Linked DNA regions of Sus scrofa: region 2 is linked to region 1. A link is a contact called in public Hi-C data. All regions are on one chromosome and are shown on one strand. The core of a region is the stretch at or near the end of the contact, and the rest is flanking DNA. Distances in the headings are between cores, read along the strand shown. Region 1 holds the start of MBTPS1 (membrane-bound transcription factor site-1 protease). Region 2 holds the start of OSGIN1 (oxidative stress-induced growth inhibitor 1).

What was found. Hi-C and Micro-C count contacts between places; a contact is called where the count stands out from the background.
Region 2: a contact with region 1 is called in a Hi-C map of liver, with 9 times the contacts expected there. The contact joins the promoter of OSGIN1 here to the promoter of MBTPS1 in region 1. A contact is called at or near these places in 2 of 5 promoter capture datasets (fetal skeletal muscle and liver), 4 of 47 Hi-C or Micro-C datasets (epiblast stem cells, liver and skeletal muscle) and 2 of 2 datasets of contacts at active chromatin or transcription factors (alveolar macrophages and skeletal muscle).

What each region holds. Positions count from the first base shown.
Region 1 is chr6:4,500,176-4,506,535 of Sscrofa11.1, reverse strand. MBTPS1 (membrane-bound transcription factor site-1 protease) reads right to left here and starts at 3,006. Exons shown (of 23, transcript XM_005664321.3): 1 at 2,862-3,006. HSDL1 (inactive hydroxysteroid dehydrogenase-like protein 1) reads right to left here. Exons shown (of 6, transcript XM_005664320.3): 6 at 5,291-6,360.
Region 2 is chr6:4,652,722-4,659,081 of Sscrofa11.1, reverse strand. OSGIN1 (oxidative stress-induced growth inhibitor 1) reads left to right here and starts at 2,969. Exons shown (of 6, transcript XM_021093739.1): 1 at 2,969-5,714. LOC110260905 (a long non-coding RNA gene) reads right to left here and starts at 2,887. Exons shown (of 2, transcript XR_002344480.1): 1 at 1-2,887.

The sequences.
Region 1 (6,360 bases), core at 1,757-4,256:
ACTCCGAGTAGTAGGTTTTGCAGGGGAAAAAAACACAAGAAATTCAGCACCAAGAGTCAAGAGACTTTACACTGTTTTCTCCTGCCTCTGCTTTTCACAGACACTGCTCCAGTCTCGTTCTCTTTACCCTTCGCCATCCAGTACTGACTGGCCAGCCACGTATGAGGCTGGTTCTTCCCTCACTTTACACTCGTTTTGCTAAGCACACAGGCACTGTTAAGATGAATAAACCTAGTTAACAGATGTCTGCAGCATGTCAAACCTGATTAGGCCGCGGGGAGGAGGAAGTCCGCTTCGGTCTCTTTCACAACCCCCTCTAACCTGCCTCACGCCAGACACGGAGACCAAGGTTTAGGCCCCTGTTCTTAATACTCCAAGTCACCAAGGGCTGGAGTTACCAAGTTTTCCCCATTAAATATACCCCGTATCTTCACTCTCTCCTGGGGTAAAGAGGCAGATGCAAATGCCCACCCCAATCCCACTTACAGCACTACACTAGGAGCCACGTGCAGTTTGCCCAGGCCCGCAGCATCTAATTACCTGTGGCACTTATTGTGACTGCCACAGAAAGGACAGCGGCAGCGGGCGAGACAAAAACGATCTCCCATCAGGCTGATAGAAAATGCGATCAAAGAACATGCCGACGGAAAGGATGTGCTGAAAAGCTCTTGACTCCTCCAAGAGAACCTGCTGGAGCCCGCTGGATGCGCCGAAGGCTCTCCAAGTACTAAACTAGAACTTCTCTTTCATAAACACAAGCAACTCTCGATGATAAGGGATACCCGGGGAGTGCAATGGATACACCTTACAGTCACAAGTCCCGGCTGGCTGCTGACGCCACCACCACTTCCAACAAAGAGGTCAACAGCATCGGGCCTGGGAACACAAAATTTTATTTCCAAAAAGTGCAGTGCATGATGGATAATCAAAATGTATTACATCCCTACACCAGGTTACCGGGCCATAAAAAGGAAAAAAGTATTGGAAAAAGGTATAAATTAGGAGTTTGGGGTTAACAAATACACACTACTACGTATAAAAGAGATAACCAAGGTCCTACTGTACAGCACAAGGAGCTACATTCGGTATCTTGGAATAACCTGTAATGGAAAAGAATCTGAAAAAAAAACACATATGCACGTGTATACCTGAATCACTTCGCTGTATACCTGAAACACAACGTAAATTAAGTATACTTCAATTTAAAAAAAGGGATGAAGTATTAATACACGAACTTTGAAAACAGTATATGAGGAGTTCCCGTCGTGGCTCTGGTTAACAAATCCGACTAGGAACCATGAGGTTGTAGGTTCGATCCCTGGCCTTGCTCAGTGGGTTAAGGATCTGGCGTTGCCATGAGCTGTGACCTACACGGTCGCAGACGCAGCTCAGATCCAGTGTTGCTGTGGCTGTGGCGTAGGCCCGTGGCTACAGCTCTGATGCGACCCCTAGCCTGGGAACCTCCATATGCCGCGGGAGCGGCCCAAGAAAACGGCAAAAAGGCAAAAAAAAAAAAAAAAAAGAAAGAAAAAAAAGTATATGAAATAAAAGAAGCCAGACACAACAGCCACACATGATTCTGCCTGAATATACGAAACATTCAGAAAAGACAAATAAGGAAACGGAAGGTAGAGCGGTGGTTGCTTAGAGCTGGGATTAGAAATAGGTAGTGATGGCAAATGGGCACCAGGGATCGTTGGAGGATGACTGAAAGGTTCTAAAACTGGGCTGTCATGATTGCACCACTCTGCAAATTTACTAGAACAACAAAAGCCAAATACTGATTAAACACATTTAAAACAGGTGAACTTCATGCTCTGTAAATGTGACCTTAACAAAGCTCTCACATTGAAATATATATATATATATATATATATATAAAATGAGTGTCGCAGATTAAAAAGGTGGGAAGAACCACTGTTCGCCACACCCCTCCCTTGTGCACCTAGGCAACCTCAGACCCTGAAGTGTGAGCGCTCCTCGCCAGCACCGTTTAAGACTAAAGGGCCATAGGAAACGTCAGAGTTCAACTCTGAGATGTTAAACCATTCTCTCTCACTTGGAAGTGTCCTTCAGAGTCTAAAGTAACTGTAAATATTTAGTGTAATTTGCAAATTCAATTCAATAGGCGACTAGGCCAAAAGTCGCAGGGGCTCTCAGCAAAAAACGTCAAGGGGCAAAGACCTTAATGACAATATGCAGACTGGATAACCGTCTCGGGCAGCACACTCAGGACAGGGCAAGGCAGGATGTGAAGACTCTACAGGTGTGAACGGCGTGCTGCTCCTGAGCGTAAACCAGAGTCCCACCGGCCCCACTTGCTCTGGAGCTTCTTGCCTCGCGTTTGTGAAAACCAGTGGAGCAGGGTGTACAGACGGAGACCGGGCAGAGAACCCAGGCCACTTGAGACCGGCCAGCAGCTCCCCTCTGGGAACAGACCGAGAACTGCCGTCTGTTCGGGGGCTGAGGGCCAGAGCCAGGCACACGGTTTCACTCTGGCAAAGCTCATTTCAGATGAAGAAAATGGTGAGACGGAGCAAGCCACCAGGGCGAACACGGAGGGGCCAGGCGGGGACACCGGCCGGGGCCAGCGGCGGGGACCGCGCGGCTCCTGCGGGCTTGCACGCGGTGCCCCGGCGCGTTCCGCCGCCCGGCCTCACTCCGCCCCGCACCGCCCCGTACCGCCTCCCTGTCCGCGCCCGGAGGCTCCAGGGCCGCAGGAGGCCCCGCCGCCGCCCGCCGCCCCCGCCCGCGTAGACCCCGGCCCCCGGGCCTCCAGCGCGGCGTGCACGCCGGAGCGCGCCGGCGGCCCCGTGGGTCGGGAGGAGCGGCGGCTCCGGAGAGCGAGCCGCCTGACGTACCTGCGGCCGCCTCAGGCTCGGGTCCGTCGGGCCCGAGATAACGGCGCCTCCGCGGTGAACACGCCTCGAGTCTCCATTCGGGGCTGTTTACTCCCAACGCTCGCGAGACTGCGCGATCGGGGCGGGGAGACGGACGGCCCGGAGCGCGGGCTCTGCCGGCCGTGCGTGCCCTGCGTGCGCGCTCAGGACGCGGAGGGCCGCGGGGCTCCGGCCGGGAGGACGAGCGAAGATCTCGCGACATTTGCGGCCCGCAGCGGGAGAGGGAGCGGGAGGCGCAGGGGCGTGATCGGCCGGCAGGGCCCTAGTCGGAAGCGTTCCGTGTGGGATGCGCTGGCCTTTAGGATAAGCGCTCAGGGCATCTGCATGGGCCGCGACAGCGGCTGCGCCGGGCCTACGGAGGACAGCCCTGGCGGAACGGCCAGCAAGCTCGTACACGGGGCCTTTAGATGTCCGGATGGAGAGCCGGGGTCGCGAGGTGCGCCCTCTGCAAACCTCTACCCGTTTTACCCGCGCGGCAGCAGGGACACTGGCGGGTGAAGAGCTTGCTCCGGGCTTGAGAATTCGAGTCCTCCCCCGACTCCCATTCTGACTGGCGAGACCCGCTGGCCCAAGTTCCGTCCGCTCCACTCCTAACCCCTCCCGCTCCTGGACCATCGACGCCAAGCGGGCCTTGAAGAAACAAGGATGAATGTGTTACACGCTCAGAAACGTGTGCCTCCCCCGAAATGTTTGGGTGATGGAGATAGTAGTGATCACGGTTTTCTAAAGTTGAGGTGGTCCACAGGGGGCACAAGTGGGGGACTGAAAACCTGTCCTGTAATGCTGATGACATTGCAATGCTTTATCATGTTACGCTGATGGCAATGGATGTGCTCTATAGTGAGATAAAACTGTTGCTTGTCTGAACTTCTCCCTGCACCGTGATGATGCTGCATGACCCTTCTGTGACAAGAAACCACAGCACCGCATCTCCCTTTAACCATACTGAACCAAACTCATTTCATATCGGGGATAAATAACAGAATCACCGACGAGGCAAGCTGTAACTTGGCTCTTTGTACCTCACCTTCCTCACTCATTAAAGACATAGTAATGCTTATCTCATAGGATGAGGGTTAAAGGACTCATATGCATACAGAGCTGGATAAACACACATGTAATAAATGGCGGTGCTTATACAAGACCAACCCACATCAGGGTAAGTTCTCCCCCTTCCGAGACTGCATCAATGTTCCCAAGCTGCAGAGAACTCTCTTGCATTTGTAAATACTCAAAGTTACTTCCTGCTGCCACCAAATAAAGTCCTAGACCTTAAACATAACCGTGTTCTCATCTGGGGTCAGTTGGTCTTGGTGAGGGTTCTTTTATAAGCCCTTGAAGTCACTGGGCCATTAAACACACAGCCCAACTGTCAGGAGCAGAGGAAGCCTAGTGAATTGCAAACATCCTTATCCAGTGATAGCGAAGTCCAAAGCAGGAAAGAACTGAATGCTGCCAACTCCTGAGACCTCTGGAAACTGCAGGGGGCTGGAGCAGGGCAGAGAGGTAGCTGGAAATCTACCAAGAAAGGCTGAGAGCCCCAGGATCCTGGTCTACTGGTTTTCCACTGGGTTCTAGTAACTTCCTAAGCTCACACTTCACGTGTATAAAAAAGCATTCAAAACTCCACAGGAATGTAAATCTTTATTCAAACTGAACGCTAGTTTAAAGAGTAACAGCCCAAGCCAGAGCCGGTTTCGGAGGGCACACGTGTCAAGACCGAGGATACCACTTAACACTCTGGTTCCCAAATGAGACAAGATTTTAAATAACTGAGGTTAAAACAGAACAAGACTCCCCCCAAAAAGCTGTCTCTACCTGTCTCCCTTTTTTCCCCCAATCCTTCTTTTTTTTTGGGGGGGGGTGGGGGGCGGCACACCCAGGGCAAATGGAAGTACCCAAGCTAAGGGTTGAATTGGAGCTGCAGCTGTCAGCCTATGCCAGGGCCACAGAGATGCCAGATCCTTAATCCAATGAGCAGAGCCAGGGATCGAACCCCTGTCCTCATGGATACTAGTGGGTTTGTTACTGCTGAGCCATAATGGGAACTCCTTTCCCCCGCTTTCTCGAACCCACTAATTTTTATCTCTACTGCTGGATGAAAATGGATCACGGCAAATCCCCCAGTGATCTCCACGTGGCAACGTCGGTGATCAAAATCAGCCTTCCGCCTGTGCAACCCACCAGGAGAACGAGAGCAAGAAACCAACTGTGTAGTTTTAAAAGACTTAGGAGGCGATTATGCACAATTTTCTTAGTGAATTACCAGCTTTTAATGAATTACCATCACAGGTGTTCCTAGATTAAATTTTTTGTAATGTTAAAATAATTGTTTCTAACGGGAAAAGTCTCTTTCCAAACATTCAATTTGCAAACACATGGAGCAAAGCCTCTTTCAAAAGAAGCAAAGCATCTGCTTTTATTGTTAAATTTCCAGGTCACAGATTGTTTCAAAGGTTCGTATTTCCCACTGTCTTAACAAGGCAAACCCCACCTCCAGTGGTCCAATGATGACTCCTCAGTGAGCTCTGGGAAAGGTAAAACCTAAGGAGGAGCCTTGCCTTTGACCCTTCATGAACTTTGCACCAATCAGCATATTTACACACGTTCTGCCAAGCAAAGAATTTCAAAACATCACTGACATGGTTTAGTCTCGTAACAATGATCCAACACCTAATCTATGAATGTGAGACACAGCCGTACCACACGACACTTAGCGATAAGATGGCATTTCCACATCAGGTCGCTGCTGCTTAGCACACGTCGATTAAAGTTCAAGTCAATGTGGCTTGAAATGACATTTTCTCTAGCCTTAATGACCATAAACTCACCGTCGGGTGGGGAAATGCCAATATGACAAAGGACCTCCAAGCCAGCTCCATCAAGACGGCCAGTTCCACGCGGGGCCACTAACAAGTTAAGTTTTCCGCCTGAGGTCCTTCCTCTTCGGTGATGAAGGCCTGATCTGTAAGTGAAGAGCTTCTGAAGTTAGGCACTGGTCTCGAGTCCAAGCCAGATCTGGAAACACTAAGGCCATGCCACTGGCAAAACTGTGGGCCTGACACAAAAAGCATGCTTAGGCCGACTCGTGTCGGAACGTGATCTGAGGGCGAAGAGAGTTCCGTGAGCGTCCCGATTTCCGTTTACCAGTTCCCACATCAGTGTCACTACGCGAAGCTCTGAATTTTACATTCTGCACACACTGTCACATTTGTACGGGGATTTACAATTGTCAAAGCCGTAGGTGTGTGGTCCTCAAAAATGTCGGGCTTGCCAAGACCTGAACCAGAAACATTTCACAGTAGGTTTCAGTGCGAACCCTTACAGTGGGGGGCTGTGCATAGTTATCTACGTACCAATAAAAAGAGTCACTATGACGCGAAATTCATTACACGAACCAACAATGAGCTCGTAACATTCTTCAAACATGTACAACACGTCGTATCACACACGTAATTTG
Region 2 (6,360 bases), core at 1,720-4,219, 150 kb before region 1:
CTTGCTTCTATCATAAAGGGTTTCCAGGTTGCTTCCCAGCTCTGTACCTGCCATTTCTAAAGCCTGCACTGTGTTCGTTGTGTGTGCATTGGCCCCGTTGACTGGACTGGACTCAGTGGCCAGAACAGAAGTTGCTTAGTTGTTTGTTTGGTTTGCTTTTTGTTTGGGGCTGTGGCATGCAGTGGCTTGATGTGGGATCTCAGTTTCCCAGAACAGGGATTGCACCTGGGCCTCAGTGATGAAAGCACCGAATCGTAACCACTAGACCACCAGGGAACTCCCAACCCCCTAGACTACCCGGGAACTCCCGAAGGTGCTTAGCTTTTACTGCGACTGTCACTTCTTGGTGGGTGTCTCCTTGTCTTTTGTGGCCATTTGTCACTTAAGGGTTTTCCCGTAGGATTGGCATTCTGGCCCAGAGGATGGCCGTGCATAAGGAGAATAAGATGAAAAGCCGCGGAGGTCAAGGTCAGGGCCTCCCATTTGACCAAGGAGTTCAAGGTCAAAGTCAGGAGAACCACGTTGGGGGACCTGAGTAAATGAGCAAGGTGACGTTTCGGTCCAGCCAGTTGGTGGAGGTCCCACCAGGGTCACCAGCTGGCCCCTGCTGTCCTGGTGACCTGACTCTTTTAAACCTCACAAAGGCTATTCCTGCAAAGCATCACGGTTGTGATTTACCAGAAGATGGGCCGCCAGGGTGGAAGGGAGTCCAGTGTATTGGGCACCTCCATAAGCCAAGCACTCCCTAGGCTGTGCCTCAGCTCATCCCCCAGCAGCTGCAGGAACAGAGGCTCCCAACTCCTCCTGCACTTGGGGACCACGGCGGTACTTCCCCTGTCCGGCCACATCCCAGCCCCGTGACATCAGAATCTCTGGGACGGGAGCCTGGCTTAGTGTCTCTTTAAATCCACCTGCCAGCCTGGAAAGGATTCTGAGGTACAGCTGGGATGAGAAGCACTGCTCTGCCTATAATCCACAGCTCCCAGACGAGGAAACAGAAGTTCAGAGAGGTTAAGTCACTCGCCCAAAGTCACACAGCTGAGAGGGATGGAGCCAGAATCCTGATTGGTCTGACTTGAAAGTGGAGGCCTTTCACACCCTCACTGTTGCGCAGACACATTCATTCTCCTGCCAGAACGTTCCCCCTGGCTCTTAAGGAAAAGAAGAGGAGGGAAGCAGAGACTGTGTCTGGAGACCCCAGGCTCAGCCCCGGGCAGATGCTCCTCCCTGGGGCAGGAGAGCCCCGTTCCCTCCGTGTGGGGGTTGGGGGGGGAGCACAGGCTCCCCCAACTTGGACACGTTCCCCCCCCCCAGGGGGGGTCTATGCTCACTACCTGGGCATGAACCTGCGCTGACCCCTGGCAGCTGGCTCTGGCACCACACAGAGTGAAGTCTGAATGTCCCCCACCCCCGACTTCATTGCCCAGTGGCCTTGGGCAAGTCTCTCTGGGTTTCTTCATCTGTAAACTGAACTTATTGAAAATATTTGCCCACCTCTGTGGGTTGGGGGAGTGAATGGGTGAGATAAGGGGGGGTGACGGGGCTCTGTAAACGGGGAGGGCAAATATTAGTTCTCCTGTCACGCGCTGGACAGGCCCGCTCTTGTCCTGCCAGGGCACCAGGCAGAACCCAGTCCCGGCCTCAGCTCTGCCACCTGCAGGGACTCGGGGCCACTTCTCACATTCTCAGGGCCTCAGTTTCCCTGCCTGTGGAATGGGAGGATAAGAACACCACGCCTTGCTCACCGGATGCTTAACAGGTCCAGTGCATGGATCCCCAAAACGCCATGCAATGCGGGCACCTTTTAAAGGGGGCAGCTGTGGAGCTAGGCGGGGTCTTCAGGAGAACTCCGTGCCTGCACCTTTGGGCCGAGACAGGAAGTAGGCACTCTCCTTTCCTTGGCTGTCAGCCTTTCTCCCAGAGGCACCCAGGCTCTGTGGTCGCAGCCCCAGTTCAAGCCCCAGTCCTGACACCCATGCTGTGTGACCTCAGGCCCAAGATTGGCATCTCAGAGCGCCAGCTTCATGTAAAGAAACTTCTGTCCACAGTGCCCAGCACCTGGAGGTGCCCAGCACATGGCAGAGCCGTGGGGGCCGCCACAGAGGAGAGGGATGAGGAGGGACTTCGAGCTGCCCCTGTGGTCAGTCCTGGGATTTCTGAGGGAGGGAGGGAGGTTTCATATGGGGCAGGGCGATCTGTCTCAATGCCGGGACCCCCAGGGAAGCGCCCTGAGGCTACTCCTGCCTCCCCTCCACTGGTTCCCCAGCTCCTGAGCACCTGGAGAGGTTTGAGACCCCTAGGGGCGGGGGCTGTACACCAAGCATGGGCTGCTGTCAGGACCAGCTGTTACCACCTTGCCAGCCACACATGGGCAGTACAGTGCCCAGGAGGGAAAACTGAGCCTCAGAAGGATGGCTCTTAGGAGCTTGCAGTGCCCCTGGGTGACCAGCCTTCCTGGTTTCCCCAGGAGTAAAGGGTTCCTGGAACCTGGCGGGGCTTTCGATGCTAAACCCAGGAATGTTCCAGTTTGCACAAGCAGCAGGTGCCAGCATCCCACCAAAGCCCAGCGACCACTGCTTGTGTAACTGTGACTTTTCCAATAACCTCATTAAACAAAGCGGTGGGCAAGGTAATTTTAATCATGTGTCTCGCTTAATCCAGGATGTCCAAAATATGTTCATGATTTTCATCTCAATGTGGGATCCATATCAGATTTATTGAGCCATTTTACCTTTTATTTGGGGCGTGTTTTTGGTCTTCATAACCGTTTGAGAGCTGATGTACATTTTGCACTTACAGCTAGATTTGCCAAATAAAATATGGGCTGCCCAGGTGACTTTGAATTTCAGATAAACAATGCAAATAATTTTTTTTTTTTTTGCAGAAGTATATCCCAGATATTGGGTGGGACACACTCAAAGTTTATTCCTTGATTACCTGAAATTCAAAGTTACCGGGTGCCTTTTTTTTTTTTTTTTTTTTTCCTGCACCTGCAACCCTACTTTCAGGCTCACACTTCAGGGGCTGAACAGCTATGTGAAGTCATGGCAGAGAAGGAGACAGGCCAGGTCTAGAGGAGTCAAGGTACCTGGTGGAGCCCACGAGAGCCGGTCCCCCAGAATTACCTGCAAAGACCCATCTCGCTCCTTGTCTCCCTGTGGCGCCTCTAACCTTAACCCCTGGGTCTGCCTGTGACATTATCGGTCTCTGTCTCAGTCGAGCTTTCTGGAAGCCACTCAACACATTTTATTTCTGATAATCAGCTGTCAGGTAAACAAGCGAGGGGGAAGAAAGTCCATATCTCGCCCACGATTCTCCCGTATCAGCAACTTTTCCAAATCGAGAAAAGGGGTCAGGGCCGATGGGGGCGGTGGCGCAGGGTGGGAAGAAGGACCGGCCCGCTTCAGAAATGAGGGTCCCTGAAGCCCATCTCCTTCCAGGCTCTTCCTCCCACTCTGAGCCTCAGCCTCGCCCCGCTCCATGAGCTCCTAGAGTGTCTGTGCCTCAGTTTGCAAACTCCCCCCACCCCACAACCAGGAAGTGGAGACAGTCGGGGTGGGGGGCGCAGCTGGGAAAGCTACACCTGCGCCAGAGAGACATCCCCGGGCAGCCACGCTCCCCAGCTGCTCCGGGTGTGTATGTGCAAACCCCCGGCTAGGTCCTGGTCTGTCGCAGGGTGCACCTCAGAGCGTCAGGAAGCTTTGGTAATAAGGCTGTGACTGGCCCAGAGGCCCAGAGAGGTATGCCAACGGCCCAAGGTCACACAGCACACCTGCAGCACAGCTTGAAGCCAGCCAGGGAGCTGAGCCCCCCCGCCCCCAGCAATAGGCTTCCTGCTGGCACCTGCATGTTGTGAAACAGTCATAGGGCTGCCTAGGACCTCAGGAGGAAAGTGCTATGAGTGCTGTCTCTCCTGGGTTAAGGGAGGCCCTGGGAGGGCAGTGACTCGCCCAAGCCTATCCAGCCCCCAAAGCAGCCCTTGCTCACTATGCCACGCTGGGCGAAGCCCAGTCTGGACCAGTCACCTGATTGGTGGGGCTGGGTGCCCCAGGGTCTCCCTCCTCACCCTAGCTCCTCATACTGCCCCCAAACCCTTGTCACCAGCCTTTCAGCCTCCCCCACCCCCAACTCCAGGTCCCAGCAGCTCTCGCATCTTCAGAGCCACCTTTGGCCAGGGCCCCACCCCCTGTTCCTCAAGGGGCCCTGCAGTCAGGCCAGGTCCCCGCCCTCCCGTGCATATTCTGGGACAGGGCCCTTGTGCCCTGGGGCCACCAGGGCCAGAACTAGGAGACAGACATCACCTCGGGCACAAACTGCAAGGGGCAGCAAAACACTCCCTAATCAAGGCCCTTAGTGTGTTCATATAATGTTTTTAAAAATCAAAATGCCCCAAATCCAGGATGAACAAAATATCAAAGTTTTAAATCAAGACAGCTTCAGTATTCTGATTTTTCTTTTTGCATCAGGCTCTAGTCCAGCTCTGCGTGGCATGGTTATGGATCCCACCTTTGAAATGGTAACATGCTTATATCTTGGATTTTTGCCATTCATTTTTTTTTTCTCATTTGCATCAAAATATTGTTTTCTTGGTCACGGTGTTTTGGGCATCTCCTTAAGTTTTGCACACAAGGTGAATGTCTCGCTGGCCTCACCCTCGTCCTGGCCCTGATGGGACCGCTCCTAGCAACTGCCCCCAGCCCCCGCCTCGCCCTGCCCCGCCCCGCCCCCACCAGCCACAAGGCAGGGCTGGCAGGAAGTAAGTCCCCAGGCAAGAGAGGAGCCTGGGAGGGACAGTCACATCCATATTGAAGTAACAGCTTAAAAGGCACGGAGGTTTAGGGGCGGAGGACCGACCAAGCGCCCTCCTTTCCTTTCCTTCCTGAGGACCTACTATGTGCCCAGCGCTGTCGCAGACACGGACTAAAGCAGACACACCTACACTTCCCGGCCACCCAGAACCCTGGTATAGGGAGAGAGCGACAATAAAATAATAAGAAATGGCACCAGGCGCGGTGCGCATTGCCACACGCTAGAGAGGAAAATTAACGGCGCAAAGACAGGAACCAGGGAGCAGGCTTCATGTTTTAGACTTGGTCACCAAGAACCACATCATCGAAACCACATCCACCCAGGAGAGGAAGCTGTAACGTACGCCCGTAGCCCATTTTTCAGATGAGGAAACTGAGGCAGGCTGCTCCGGAAGTGGCTGAGCTGGGATCAGGGGGCATGTTATGGGGGGGCGGGGGCCGGTAGAGAGGGGAGACACCTGTAGAACCAGATGGAATGAGGGCCGGGACTTCTTTCTCCACTTCAAGGGGCCGCCTTGATTGCGTGCTGGGCAGGACGGTCCCGCCTCCAGAAGGGGAAAGGCTCAGCGGGGCCACCCACGGGCCCCTGCCTGGGGTGGCGGTGGGGGCGGAGGGCGCTTTAAGTCCGTCCCCAGGGCTGGCAACGTGACCTCCTGCCTTCCAGAAGGGCAAGTTCATTCATCCAGGAGCCCCTGCTGACTCACGCTTATGAAAGTGATTTTCTGGCCCCGCCCACCGCCCGCCTCTTCCCAGGCCCTGAAATACCCTGGCTTCCCAGCCTCCTACAGCCTCTTGGATCCCCACGGGGTACTGAGCGTCCTGCTCCCTCGGCCCTCGCCGTGACCCCTGGTTCTCCTAGTGCCTGACTCAGCCAAGCTCCCCGGTGTCCTCGATCCCCCTAATAAGGTGAGTGGCCCGGGCGAGGCATGGGGGCGGGAGAAGGTGGCCCATCACGGCAGGGGCCGGGAGCCAGGCAGGAGGCCCCCAGGCGGTCTTGGGGGCGGCCCACTGGCTCCCCCGGCCGGCACGGTCGCCCTCCCACCCCGGTCCCTCCTCCACCCGTCCTGGCCATGCGCATCTCCAGGTGCCCGGCACCCTCCGCTGCCCTGCTCGAGTACACCCCAGCCCACGTGACGCTGCTCTTGGTAGGAAAGAGAGGTGTGGCCAGCCTGGGCAGGCTGCCCGGCGCCCGAGGCCACTGGGTCCCGCTGGCAGACTGGGTACTGGCCTCGGTCCTCGCCTCTCCTGCTCTCAGGCGGCAGAGCCCCCAGGCACCTGGGACCTGGCGTCTCGCAGGAGGGTTGAGGGTGCCGGGAATGCGGAGTGGGGTCCCAGGGGTCCGGGGAACCAGATGCGGGAGGCTCCGGAGGGAGGTGAGGGCTCATCCTGGTGACTAATGGCAGGTGGCACTGGGGCTGAGGGAGCAGCCTCTCATCCTCCCCTGTCGTACAGTGTTCCTCCGCCAGGTATCTCGGGGCAGGAGTTGGGCTTGGGGGCGTGGCCTCCCGACATTCCTGAGAAAGACACCTGCTCCCTCCTGACCCGGGTCCTT